Regions from separate parts of the Mus musculus genome. Here regions 1, 2 and 4 are each linked to region 3. A link is a contact called in public promoter capture Hi-C data. All regions are on one chromosome and are shown on one strand. Each heading gives the region's core, a stretch centred on a gene start, on an enhancer-like site or on the middle of the called end of the contact. The rest is flanking DNA. Distances are from core to core; before and after follow the strand shown. Region 1 holds the start of Vgll1 (vestigial like family member 1). Region 2 holds the start of Arhgef6 (Rac/Cdc42 guanine nucleotide exchange factor (GEF) 6). Region 3 holds the start of Ints6l (integrator complex subunit 6 like). Region 4 overlaps Arhgef6 (Rac/Cdc42 guanine nucleotide exchange factor (GEF) 6).

What was found. Promoter capture Hi-C pulls out the DNA fragments that hold promoters and counts their contacts.
Region 1: a promoter capture Hi-C map of stem cell-derived epiblast-like cells shows a contact between it and region 3, with 2.5 times the contacts expected there. The contact joins the promoter of Vgll1 here to the promoter of Ints6l in region 3. A contact is called at or near these places in 2 of 39 promoter capture datasets (cranial neural crest and stem cell-derived epiblast-like cells).
Region 2: a contact with region 3 is called in a promoter capture Hi-C map of pre-B cells. The contact joins the promoter of Arhgef6 here to the promoter of Ints6l in region 3. A contact is called at or near these places in 4 of 39 promoter capture datasets (the C10 cell line, the HPC-7 cell line, cranial neural crest and 1 more) and 1 of 9 other capture datasets (adipose tissue).
Region 4: a contact with region 3 is called in a promoter capture Hi-C map of the HPC-7 cell line, with 3 times the contacts expected there. The contact joins the enhancer-like site here to the promoter of Ints6l in region 3. A contact is called at or near these places in 6 of 39 promoter capture datasets (the HPC-7 cell line, cranial neural crest, maxillary cranial neural crest and 2 more) and 1 of 9 other capture datasets (adipose tissue).

What each region holds. Positions count from the first base shown.
Region 1 is chrX:57,086,773-57,089,472 of GRCm38.p6, reverse strand. It overlaps Vgll1 (vestigial like family member 1), which reads right to left and starts at 1,367. Exons shown (of 8, transcript NM_133251.2): 1 at 1,321-1,367; 2 at 1-182.
Region 2 is chrX:57,337,380-57,340,079 of GRCm38.p6, reverse strand. Arhgef6 (Rac/Cdc42 guanine nucleotide exchange factor (GEF) 6) reads left to right here and starts at 1,351. Exons shown (of 22, transcript NM_152801.2): 1 at 1,351-1,742. The coding sequence starts at 1,506.
Region 3 is chrX:56,453,370-56,456,104 of GRCm38.p6, reverse strand. It overlaps Ints6l (integrator complex subunit 6 like), which reads right to left and starts at 1,266. Exons shown (of 17, transcript NM_172779.4): 1 at 789-1,266; 2 at 579-656. The coding sequence starts at 899.
Region 4 is chrX:57,309,335-57,312,055 of GRCm38.p6, reverse strand. The region is part of intron 2 of Arhgef6 (Rac/Cdc42 guanine nucleotide exchange factor (GEF) 6); the gene reads left to right. Among named protein-coding and RNA genes, the nearest start is that of Arhgef6, 28 kb to the left of the region's middle. Within about 2 kb of position 1,430, at least 38 of the 459 cell types and tissues checked have an H3K27ac peak or open chromatin away from gene starts, as enhancers often do. A contact at or near this core is called in the HPC-7 cell line and adipose tissue, where this site is marked.

The sequences.
Region 1 (2,700 bases), core at 118-2,617, 630 kb before region 3:
GGAAAAATCTCTGTTCCTCTTCTCGCCTCGGTCTCCCCACCTATCAAATGTGGGGATGGGACAGACCTGTAATCCTCACAGGGCCGTGAGCCAGGACACTGAGGCAGCCTTATGAATTCTCTCAAGAAATGGAAAGGCTCCCGCTTTTCGACTTCCGGACTTTCCTTGAAGGCTCCACCTGTCTGGTACAGCAGGTGCTGCTTAGTCTTTTGCAAGACCGTCCTCTTAGGCGCCACTTCGCCAGCAGCCACCCTGATTGGCTAAGGCCTGACACAGCTTGCGATCCCTTTGTTGATTTCCCCCGAAGCTACAGAGAAAGAACTAGCCAGATTCTTGCGATAGCACGCCACAACCGCATTTCTAGTTTCACTGGGTATACACTAAGAAAGCACATGGCAAATGACCAATCCAGGAAAAAGCTAGAGGTCACCCCAGAGGCCACCTTTTAGCCAAGCTCACTTGGAGGGCTAAGCAGAAAAGTGGAGACCCTGAATTGACCCCCAAGTTCTACCCCTGTGCCTCTTTCCCTCTCTGCCCACAGGAACACAGACTCAGCTAGTGTTATTTATCAGGATCCAACCTAGAAGGGATTCTCTGGGCTCTACTTGACTCACTGGGGAGAAATTGCAGTTGATGTTTAAATCCAGAGAGTTGAGCTGGATGTTGCGACTTAACCACGTGGTTCTAGCTTGCTGAGAAGGCTAGAGTAAGAGGGTCTTTTGAGCCTAGGAGTTAAAGACAAGCCTGGGTAATACAGTGAAACCTCAAACAAGAGAGAGAAGGGGGAGGGGATGGGGAGAGGAGTAACTCGATTCTAAAAGCATACACATTCTGAGAATTATCAGTTGGCTTAATCCCTATGAAAAACTCAAGTGCCTCATCTTCCAATGAGCTTTGTGTAAGTATTCCTGAATTTAAAAAAAGGGGGGGGGGATCTGGCCTGTACAACACTGACTCTAAGGAGATATCAGGAACAAAAAATAATGACCCAGAGTGTTTCAAGTAGACCCTGAAATATTTTCCAAACTACTGTAGTAGAACATCTCAGAAGTAATTCAAAGCTAGAAGTCTAGCCTCTGGTCTGCCCCATGGATAGTCTACTGACACTTTTACCACACTCCTGCAAAATACATTCAATATTTCTAAGTTGGGGCGCAGAGTCAGTGGTGATGGCTATCAAAATGATCAGTTGGAGCCAAAGCTCCTCCCCCTCCCAAGGCCTGATTAAATCTCACTTAGCACAGTCTATCAAGACCGCCAATTCACTCCCATGTGAATATCCATCCCTCTTCCTACTATCAAGTCTCCAGCTTCTCCTACCTTAATTCTCAGCAATTCCCCAAGACAGCAAAATCCTCCAGTTTTGGAGGAGCTCAACCACTGGAAGCGAGAGCTGGAGATGTGTACCCTCCCTTGAAATTTTCTGCCCCTCTAGCTGGGGTTGTGCAAGGCGTTTCCTTCTAGCTATCTATTAAGAATGCGGAAAATGCACTCCAGCGAGTCAACCTGGTTAGGCACCTGCAGGAATGAGGAAAACAGATGGCTATTTTACATTTCTTTACTTTTTTCATTAAAAACTATATTGTGGTATTGTCTCCTCAACTGGAAGCTGATTGTTTGCCCCAAACCTCTGTGCACAGAATCAGACACATCTAAGACACTGTTGTTGGGTTCCATCAAACTGATGTCATATCAAATCTGGGGAGCTGTCCTCCTAAGACTTTTGTTCCACATGTGTTATCCTCCCTCACTTTCCTTGAGAAGCAAAGGGAGCCAGGCTCTTGAAATTCTGGTCTTGTCCCAGCCTTCCATGGGCTTCACAGGCAGTGAAGACTTCCCTGAGTCTGCAGTAGCTCAAACAAGGACACCATGAAAGATCAGAGCAAGGGGCTCCTGTCTTCATTTGAAAAATCTTCAGTGTAATTCTTTCAACTGTGGTACCTTTTTGGTGTCAAACCTCAGATTTCTTCTTTGATCCTGTGTTAAACAGCTTTTTATGAGTGTAACAAAATACCTCAACAGGGCAACTTAGAGCAGTAGCTCGCAAGCCTTTGGGGGATTATAGGACCCTCTCAGAGGAGTTGCATACCAGATATCTTACATATCAGATGTTTACATTACAATTCATAACAGTAGCAAAATTACAGTTATGAAGTAGCAACAAAAATCATTTTATGGTTGGGTGTCACCACAGCATGAAGAACTGTATTAAACATTCACAGCATTAGGAAGGTTGGGAACTTAAAAGAATGGTTGAGCCTCAAAGAATGATTTACTTGGAATTAAAAGTTTCAGAGGACTTGATGTCCTGGGATTGGGAGGGGGGAGATACCTGGGGGGAGCGCCCTCTCAGAGGTGAAGGGGAAGGGGAAAGAAATTGGCAGGGGGTGACCAGGAGGGGGCAACATTTGGGATTAAATAAATAAAATAATAACTTAATAATAAAAAACGTTTCAGAGTTTTCAGTCTGATGGAACAAAGCACCATGGATAGGAAACACAGATCATAAAGGAAGCTTCTTGCCCTGTGGTGACCAAAAACCAAAATAGGAAGGAGAAAGCAAGCAAAAGGTCTGTCTCAATGTCCCATTCAAGGGCACACACACCTCCAGTGACTGAACCTCTTTCCATTAGGCCCCATCTCCTAAAGTTTCTGCTATCTCTCAGTATGTCATATAATATATATAATATATTATATATA
Region 2 (2,700 bases), core at 102-2,601, 880 kb before region 3:
CTGATCTAGACTGTGCATGATTGTAATGAAATAGCCTGTAAATATTAAAATTATTCAATTGGCCTGGGGCTATAGCTCAGTTGGTAGAGTGCCTGTCTAGTGTGTACAACATCCTAGGATCAACCCCAAACACCCCGTAAACTGGATTTGATTTTGCATGCCTCTAATCCTCGCATCTGGGAGGAGGAGGCAGAAGAATCAGGAGTTCAAAGTCAGCCTCAGCTACAAGAAACTATCCCTATCACTATCACCATCAAAAAAAGCAGGGAGACAGAGAACAACAAGAACAGGATTGTGAGACTTAGCGGGAAACAGCTATAATTAACTGGATGCCTCACATACATGTGGAGAGGTGCTGACGGCCTGCATTTGCCAACATTGAGCTATACAATTAAACTCTGCCTTATCATAAATTTCTCTATAGTATGACTATTTTACCTGGTACTAAAAGTGTTTGACAATAACAAACCTCTCTGGATTCATGAGCGAGGCTGGTTTGCAGATCACTATTTTAAATGCATCGTGTTTGTTGATGACAAGAAGTGAATCTTTCAGTCTGTAGTGTAGACAGAGAAGACAAGTGCTCTTTTGTTCTCAAGTGCTCTGTCTCCAAACATATTTCCCTCATTTTCTGTGACTGTGTCTAAGCCTTTGCTAAGGGTGCTGCAGCTGGACTGTGGAGTGGAACCAGGTCCAGAAAAAGAATTGCTAAAGAATGCAAGTAAACAGGATGTCAGATGTTATCCTTAGCCTATTTCCCTAAACATAGCTTTTTTGGCTACAACGTAAAATGCCATTCTTCCAGCTTCTGCTTAAATGCAGCGATGGCTGACAGCAGGGACAATCTTCCTTTGCTTGGCAAGTTTGTCACCATGCGGCTCCACATGTTTTGTAAAGAAGGCATGATCGTGACACACACTGTCACTGTGAGATTGTCTGAGGACATCCGGCCATTTCTGGGAGGAATTTTTTCAGTCCACCTAAGTCTTTGTTTGAGCTCTCTTTTACCAGCACAGCTCCCCACGAGGCTCAGATCTGTCTGACCTAAGAGCCAGTTGGCATCCTCCTCCTGACAGAAGCCAGATTTTTCACTGAGACTAGACTGTATTGACAGTGTTTTCCCAGTCTGCCCCATGCGTGTCTCATTTCCAAGGCTCTGTAAAGTGCTGGCTCACTCCGGTTTCCACGAGCACTTGCTGACTTTTCTGCCTCCCCAGCATCCTCCTCACTTCCTTTCCTTACAGCTTCTTGCACTGTTGTACGTGTTCCTCCCCCCACCCCACCCCCCCAAAGAAAAACCTAATGAGTTTGTTTTGCAAGTTTCGAAAAAGAACCAGTGATGTTCTCTCAGGAGTTTGTCCATTCCTTATCATTCCTTTCCATATCTTTAGGTATGATCTCTGTGGTTTAGAAATCCCACGTTCCTCTGTTGTCAGAGAAAAGTTGCCTTAAACCTTTGCCCCGCAAGCACCAGAAGAGCGCTCATAAAAGGAAGACAGCAGCAGATGCAATCACGGATGTGGCTTAGTCTTCACAGCTGCCCCGAGAGCTGTTCAGAGCGTCCGAGAGCCTCAGTCATGAATCCAGAAGAACGCCTTGTGACATGGCTTATATCTTTGGGAGTTCTAGAGTCTCCCAAAAAGACTGTCTGTGATCCAGAGGAGTTCTTGAAGTCCTCGCTGAAAAATGGGGTAGTGTTGTGCAAACTCATAAACAGACTTCTGCCTGGCTCGGTGGAGAAGGTAAGGTCATTTTGCTGTGTCTTTGGGATTACTTTCCACCACAGAGCAGCAATAATATCATTCTTGAGATTTTTCTATTGCGGGGTCATGGGAATCCCCTTCTTCAATATCTTTCTAAAAGTTAGGCGTTTTTATTTACTGTCCTTGTACTTTGAAAAAGTCAGAAAACGAAATATTATCCTTCAGTAATTGACCCCCTGATGTTACCTTACTAAAGCTGGGCTACAGGACTGCCAATCAGGGATAGGAGGACAACCTTATTGTGTACAAGTTTGCTGTGGTTGTGGAAATGCACATTAAACTTCCCCTGTGCACTTTAGACATGTTTTGAGCATGAGTCTGTGGGATAATGGAATAATTTTGTTGTAGATCTTTCTGGTGTTTGAAAGTTTGCCTAAAAAAAATGATGGAGACTTCCTTGTTTGTTTGTTTGTTTTAAGATTCATTGAAGAAAAGTCTATTCACAAGTGTCAATGTTACTTAAAACTCCCCCAAAACCAAAGAGAAACCAACTCTATGCATTGAAGGCAATGGGCATTCAAAGTGAAACTAAACCTTGCTTTAAAAAAACTTCAAGAGTTTTGAGGTTAGAAGCCCATGTTATGACAGTGGACAGTTTCTAAAGTAGGTGCTTTTGTGTCATTAAAGATAGAGTACTTATGATTCTTTTCTTAAGGTCATTGTGCACATAACTTAAATAAGGGTCTTTTGCCTTTTGGAATCAGTTCTATGTTTATGGAACAAGTAGATTTACTTATAATTTTTCAAATGTGAGAAATGGTGATTAAACTGATAAGATACAGAGAGACATAATAAAAAATGTGATGCTTAGACATAGTGAAATATGAACAAATTATCATGAGGAGTAGAGGGAGGTGATCAAAGTAACCTCAGGCAAAAGCAGGACTAAACGATATATATTTATATATACATACGCAGACACACAAACACACACACA
Region 3 (2,735 bases), core at 17-2,516:
GCAGCCCGGCATTTGGCAGGAAGAGGAGGGGAAGATGCGGTGAAGGAGAAACGGACCGGAGCGGGAGGAGGGAGAGGAAGCCCAGGCGGGGCGGGCCGAGGGATGGAAGGAGGGACCAGAGGAGGAGCTCGGGCGGCAGCAAAGCCCGCGCGGGGCTAAGAGAACATCGGGGCGGAGTCCCAGGCGAAGGGGCCGCAGCCTCACCATGGGCCTCGAGCCCTCCTTCCTCGGCCTCCTCCCCTCCCTCCTTTCCATCTCAGCAGCGCCCTCACCCTGCCTCTGGCTGCCTCATACAAAAGCAAAATGTCCGCCATCTTCGGAGGCGATTGCTGCAGCCGTGCTAGGAACTCGGCCCTCCAGTGCCTTCTCTACACCGGCTGCTCATCTCCGGGCCCCTCTCTGCGACCCCCGACCGCCGCCACCCGCCCTGCTCCTCCTGCCCTTCGGCGCTCCTCACTGCAGCCCGTCCCGCAGGGCGACGCAGGATCGCCACGGGTGGAGGCAAAAGGGATCAGCAGCCCCAGGCTAGTGGACGCGCACGCTCTTCCCGCCCACCGCTCCCCCGCTGGCCTGTTTACCTTGATGCAGTAGGGAGGCTCATCGTAGGTGACCAGCATGTACCTGTCTCCGCGGCTGGCTGGGTCCCGGGCGCGCAGCTGCGGGGCGAGGGATGACGGGGGGGTCGCGTAGGAAACGAGGGGAAGCGATACAAACGTTACAGAAGCACCTCAGTCCAACCCACCCATCCCACAGAAGCGACCCCTTCATCTCCTTTCCCCTCCTTTTACCTTCAAGAATAACTCCACAGCGCCTTTAGCAATGTCCAAATAGGAGGTGCCCAGGTCAGTGCGCTGGTTCATGGAGGCGGACGTATCTATGAGGAACAGCAGGATGGGCATCTTCCACTACACCCCTGGTTCTGGTCCCCACTCTCCCAGTCCCTTTTCCCTCAATGCCACGTATGGCTACCCAAATCCTGAACTCTCGCAGAGCCAGGGAGCAAGAGGAAAAGTGGGAAACGGGATGGGATAGATGGGACCGCTCCTGGCCTCTTTCTGCAGCCCCAACTCCTCTCCCTCCAAGGGAACTTGAAAGTGTGAGTGTGTCGGTCTCCGGGCCGTCTCTCTTCCCCTCTTCTGCCACCACTACTGCCCGCCGCCGCTGCCGCTGCCAGGACTACTGCCTAAGCATCCGTCCACGCTCACTAGAGCGCTCGCCCCAGACTGAGAGCCCTCTCTGTTCACTGACACAACTTCTGTCTGCTCACCTACCATCAGCACCATGTGACTAGAACACACGCCATTGGCTGCCAATTATGTTTAATTTACATATTCATTAGATGACTGGGTAAAGGGAGGGACTTGGGCCAAGCTTGAGGGTTGTAGTTTGGAACCCATGCTGGAGGTAAGGGGCGGGGGAGTAAAGGACCTTCTTCAAGCTCAGATTCTCCTTTAAAGGATTTAGAAGCCTTTAGGGTAATTTGTTTGGTCGTTTGGATGGATTTTCTTTCGTGCTTCAAAGATGGTAATTCGAAAGGAAAGGAGAATTGGGCAACAGTTGCATAGAAACAGATGTTTAGGCAGGCTTCACACAAAACATAACTACAATCAATCAATCCTGCCAGTGGCTAAGACCAAAACATTTCAGTAGCAGCAAACTTCTTTCCTAGCCAGACTTGCTCAAATTCCCTTAGATTAGTCCCTCTTCCTGATCAGTGTTTACATGTCGTTTTCTTGGTTGGTTCAGCTACTTAAAAAGGAAGCTGCCGCGGAAACGTTACCCTAAGCTGTCCTTTTGTAAGGACAGGCTCTCTCAGGCTTTGAAACATTGACCAGCCTGTGATACTTAAACTCCTGTGGGGACTGTGCGGCCTTTATCCATGGCTGATATCCTGCTTCAACTCAGGTTCATTGAACGTCCACAAAAGTGCTAGGCACCTGAAGTAGGCGTTCAATCATTGAAATATGTAGGGTCGATGGTACTGAAATTTAATTTTCAGTAGAGGGAAGTTGCCAATGCTGGCTCCATGTAAGTACTTGGTAACTGGTCAACTATACTTGGCTTTCCACTGCATATGACTCAATTTTTAAACTTGTATCTCAGGCTGGTCCTGAACTCCTCAGCATATCCTACAAGCGTGTGCTATGCCAACTACTGTGACATTATTTTTAATATAGAGTATGAGGTAGTGTTGCAGCATAGGAGTACGATGTTTGCCCAGCTCCTGTGAGGCGCTGAGTTTGAGTCTCCTACAACACTGATGATGGCGATAATGATGATAATGATACAGAGTATTTCTAGCAATGTGCTGTACACAAGTTAGACTCTTGAGCTTCAATGAGTATACAATTTTAATACAATGTGAAGATCACATATATATCTGCAAATGTTTTCTATATTGTTTGTAGATATCCTGTGTATATGTTCTACATGATTGATATATATTATGTTTTCTCAGAAATAAGACCAAAAATGGTGATGCAAGTAAAAACAGCGAGGCAGCACTTGCCTGTGGTCTAGAAGTTCAGAAGATTTCATGGGCAAAGAACAAGGTGTAAAAGAGGGAATCTGGCTTAGGAGGAATGGTGTGAACAAGAGTCCGCCAGAGACCACTCTATGTGTGATGAAGACCAGCTTACTGAAATATATAGAATGACTTGGGAATTAAAGATGGAAAGACATCAAACTTCCCCATTTCTGTCTTAAATATTAGTGGTGAAGGGGCTAGGAGCATT
Region 4 (2,721 bases), core at 181-2,680, 860 kb before region 3:
CTTTTAAAAAATCCAATGACTGCTTTCCCATGCCAGATGCTTCTATCACCTCCTGTCTCTTCTCCTTTTTCCTGAACACTGAACCCTCAGTTGAAAATAAATGTCTACTGTGGAGTTTTCCCTGAAGGTATAACACAAAAGAGTGACGTCCTGGACTGTGGTGCACTGATGCTTGGGAAGTAGATTTGGTGAAACAAGACTGAATAGTGGGGAATGAAGCTTAGGCTTTAGTTCTCTCCTAGCAGCACCGTGAGGCTGGGCTTCCCAGCTCAGGAGTCTATGAGGTTCAAGTCATCTAGGAGCCCATGTTATTCATATCAAGTAACCACATAGCAACCCACAGAGACAAGAGAATACGTGTGGTTAAACAAACTGCCTGTAGTCACAATCACAACCCAAATGTTTAGTGGATGATAAAGATAGAATTTGAATTTGTGAGTAAGTCATTTTAAGTGACATTCTGGGAAAAAAATAACTTATGAAGTCCATTCTCTTCTTCACAGTACCATCAACTCTCTTGCTCTGTATAGGTAACATGAATTCTAGGCAAGCAGTCCACCACTAAACTACATCCCTAGCCCTTTAACCTTTCTGTTTTGGGGCAGTGTCTTGTTAAGTTGCTTAGGCTGGCATTGAAGTAATTCTATAACCCAAACAGGCCGTGAACTAGCATTTTTCCCACCCAAGGCTCACAAGTACCTAGGATTACAGCCTGAGCCGCTAGATTCAGTTCACTGTGTATAGTATAAGGAAGTGAAATCCTGATATCCACTTAACAACATATTTTAGCAAACACTGAGAATTTGACATTTGAGTTTACACAGTAGGCCTTTGGTGAAGTTGGCTACTGTGGATCCATTTTTTATAGCCTTGAGAATTGAACCAGATTTGAGACCTAAGAGATCTTGCTAAGATGTTGCCTTCGAGATTCCCTATTTAGACTTTTCATTAGCGTGGATTGTTCAAAGTCTTTCCAGTTGTTAAAGCCCTGGGAAAGAAGTGTTACTTTCCTCAGATCCTCATAACTGTTTACCAGTGACAATGCTGGTATTAGACTTTAGGTCTCTGGATCCCCACACCAGAGCTGTTCTCAAAATACCTCATGTTGTTGTGACTACAGGCACAAGTCAGACCCTGTTTCCTAAATTGCTGAAATGCAGAGAAATGGAGGGAATCAAAGTCCAATGAATTCGGGGTTTGCTCTTTTAATTTTGCTCCCCATCAATAGACAAGCTGTTATTAGCCCGGCTACAAATACCACCACCATATTCTAGTAAATGGAATGCTAGTGGGTAATGAGTCCAATTTTGGAGCTAAGAGCATTATTGTTGCTGACTTTGTGACTGCTTTTAGCTGGAGCTTGGTGGAAGCCTCACAGGTTACAGAGCCAGAAGCAATGGCACCAGCGAGCTATGACTAAGCAGCTCAGCTTGGCTTCCTCAGCTGTACCATGTAATGACATTTCCTTCAAAGTTCAGGGGTCAGCAGAGGCAGTGTGTTCAGCTGTGAGAATTAGAGAATGAGATTCAACGATGAGCTCAGTTAATTTAAGATCTCTTTTCATAAGAGTGAGCTGAACAGGGAAGCACTGAAATGTCCTTAAATATTTGGCATCTTTTCTTTAAATAGGCTGGAAAGAGAAGCTGAGTGTCCTTGTGGTTCCATGGAATCACTTGTTTTTCACTTGATTAGATTAAAAAAAAAAAAAAGAGTGATGAAGCCAATTGTGATCAATGCAAACCTGAAATTCTTACCTGAAATGGGAGTTGACTCAAGGCACAGTGACATTAAAGGAGTTGCTGGTTCCAAAGTATAATGGTGTGGGGGTGGGGTGGATTCCTTTCTTAACTAGGATGTGGCTGGCAGCTGTGACTGCTTAACTCAGGTGTGTAAGGCAAGATAATGAGGCAGTCAGGAGGTGGCTTAGCTCCTTGTTGTAACCACAAGCTCCCCCCCGCCCCCCGCCTCCACCCCCATCTGACTAGTGCCTTACAGAATGTTAACTGCTCTTCTTGACTCTGGCAAATGCAGCCTGAGTTGTGTTGGGAAATGGAAAGACAGCCCAGGAATTAGGCAGGGCCTCTTGGGAGGCAGTTTACTATGGGGGAGTTTCTCATTGCCACATTAGTAGAATTAGTCATTTTGGGGATTCTAGCAAACTGCAGATGGTACAGATGCTTATTGGACTGAAGTACCAAGGGATTTCTTCCTGTGCAAACCCACGGATGGCTTTTCTGCGTTTTCCTATGTCTCATGGAAACGCCAAGCACATGTACAAGGCTACAATGGCCCTCAGAGCACCCACTTGTACATGTTTTCATTTGAGGGAAGGCTTCAGATATCTCAGGCTGGCCTCAAGCTTGCTATGTAACTGAAGATGAGCTTGGCCTCCATCCTCCTGCTTCTGCCTCCTCCCTATTGAGATTACCTTAACTCTCCTGATTTACAGAGTGTTAGGAGGCAAATCCAGGGCTTTAGCCAAATCCAATTAGGCAGAAACTCAACCAACTGAACCACACCCCCAATTCCTTACTTGTGTATTTGTATTGGTCTATCACTGTCTTGGTCTGTGACAACTACTCTGGGTCTTACTTTACTCATTTAAGGAAGTGAGCAAATAATTGTTCCCATATTGCAGGCTTGCTTCATGCCAGAAACATATAAAATGAAAAAGTTTAATCTTAGTCTATGATATGTCAAAATAGCATAACCTTTTAAGAA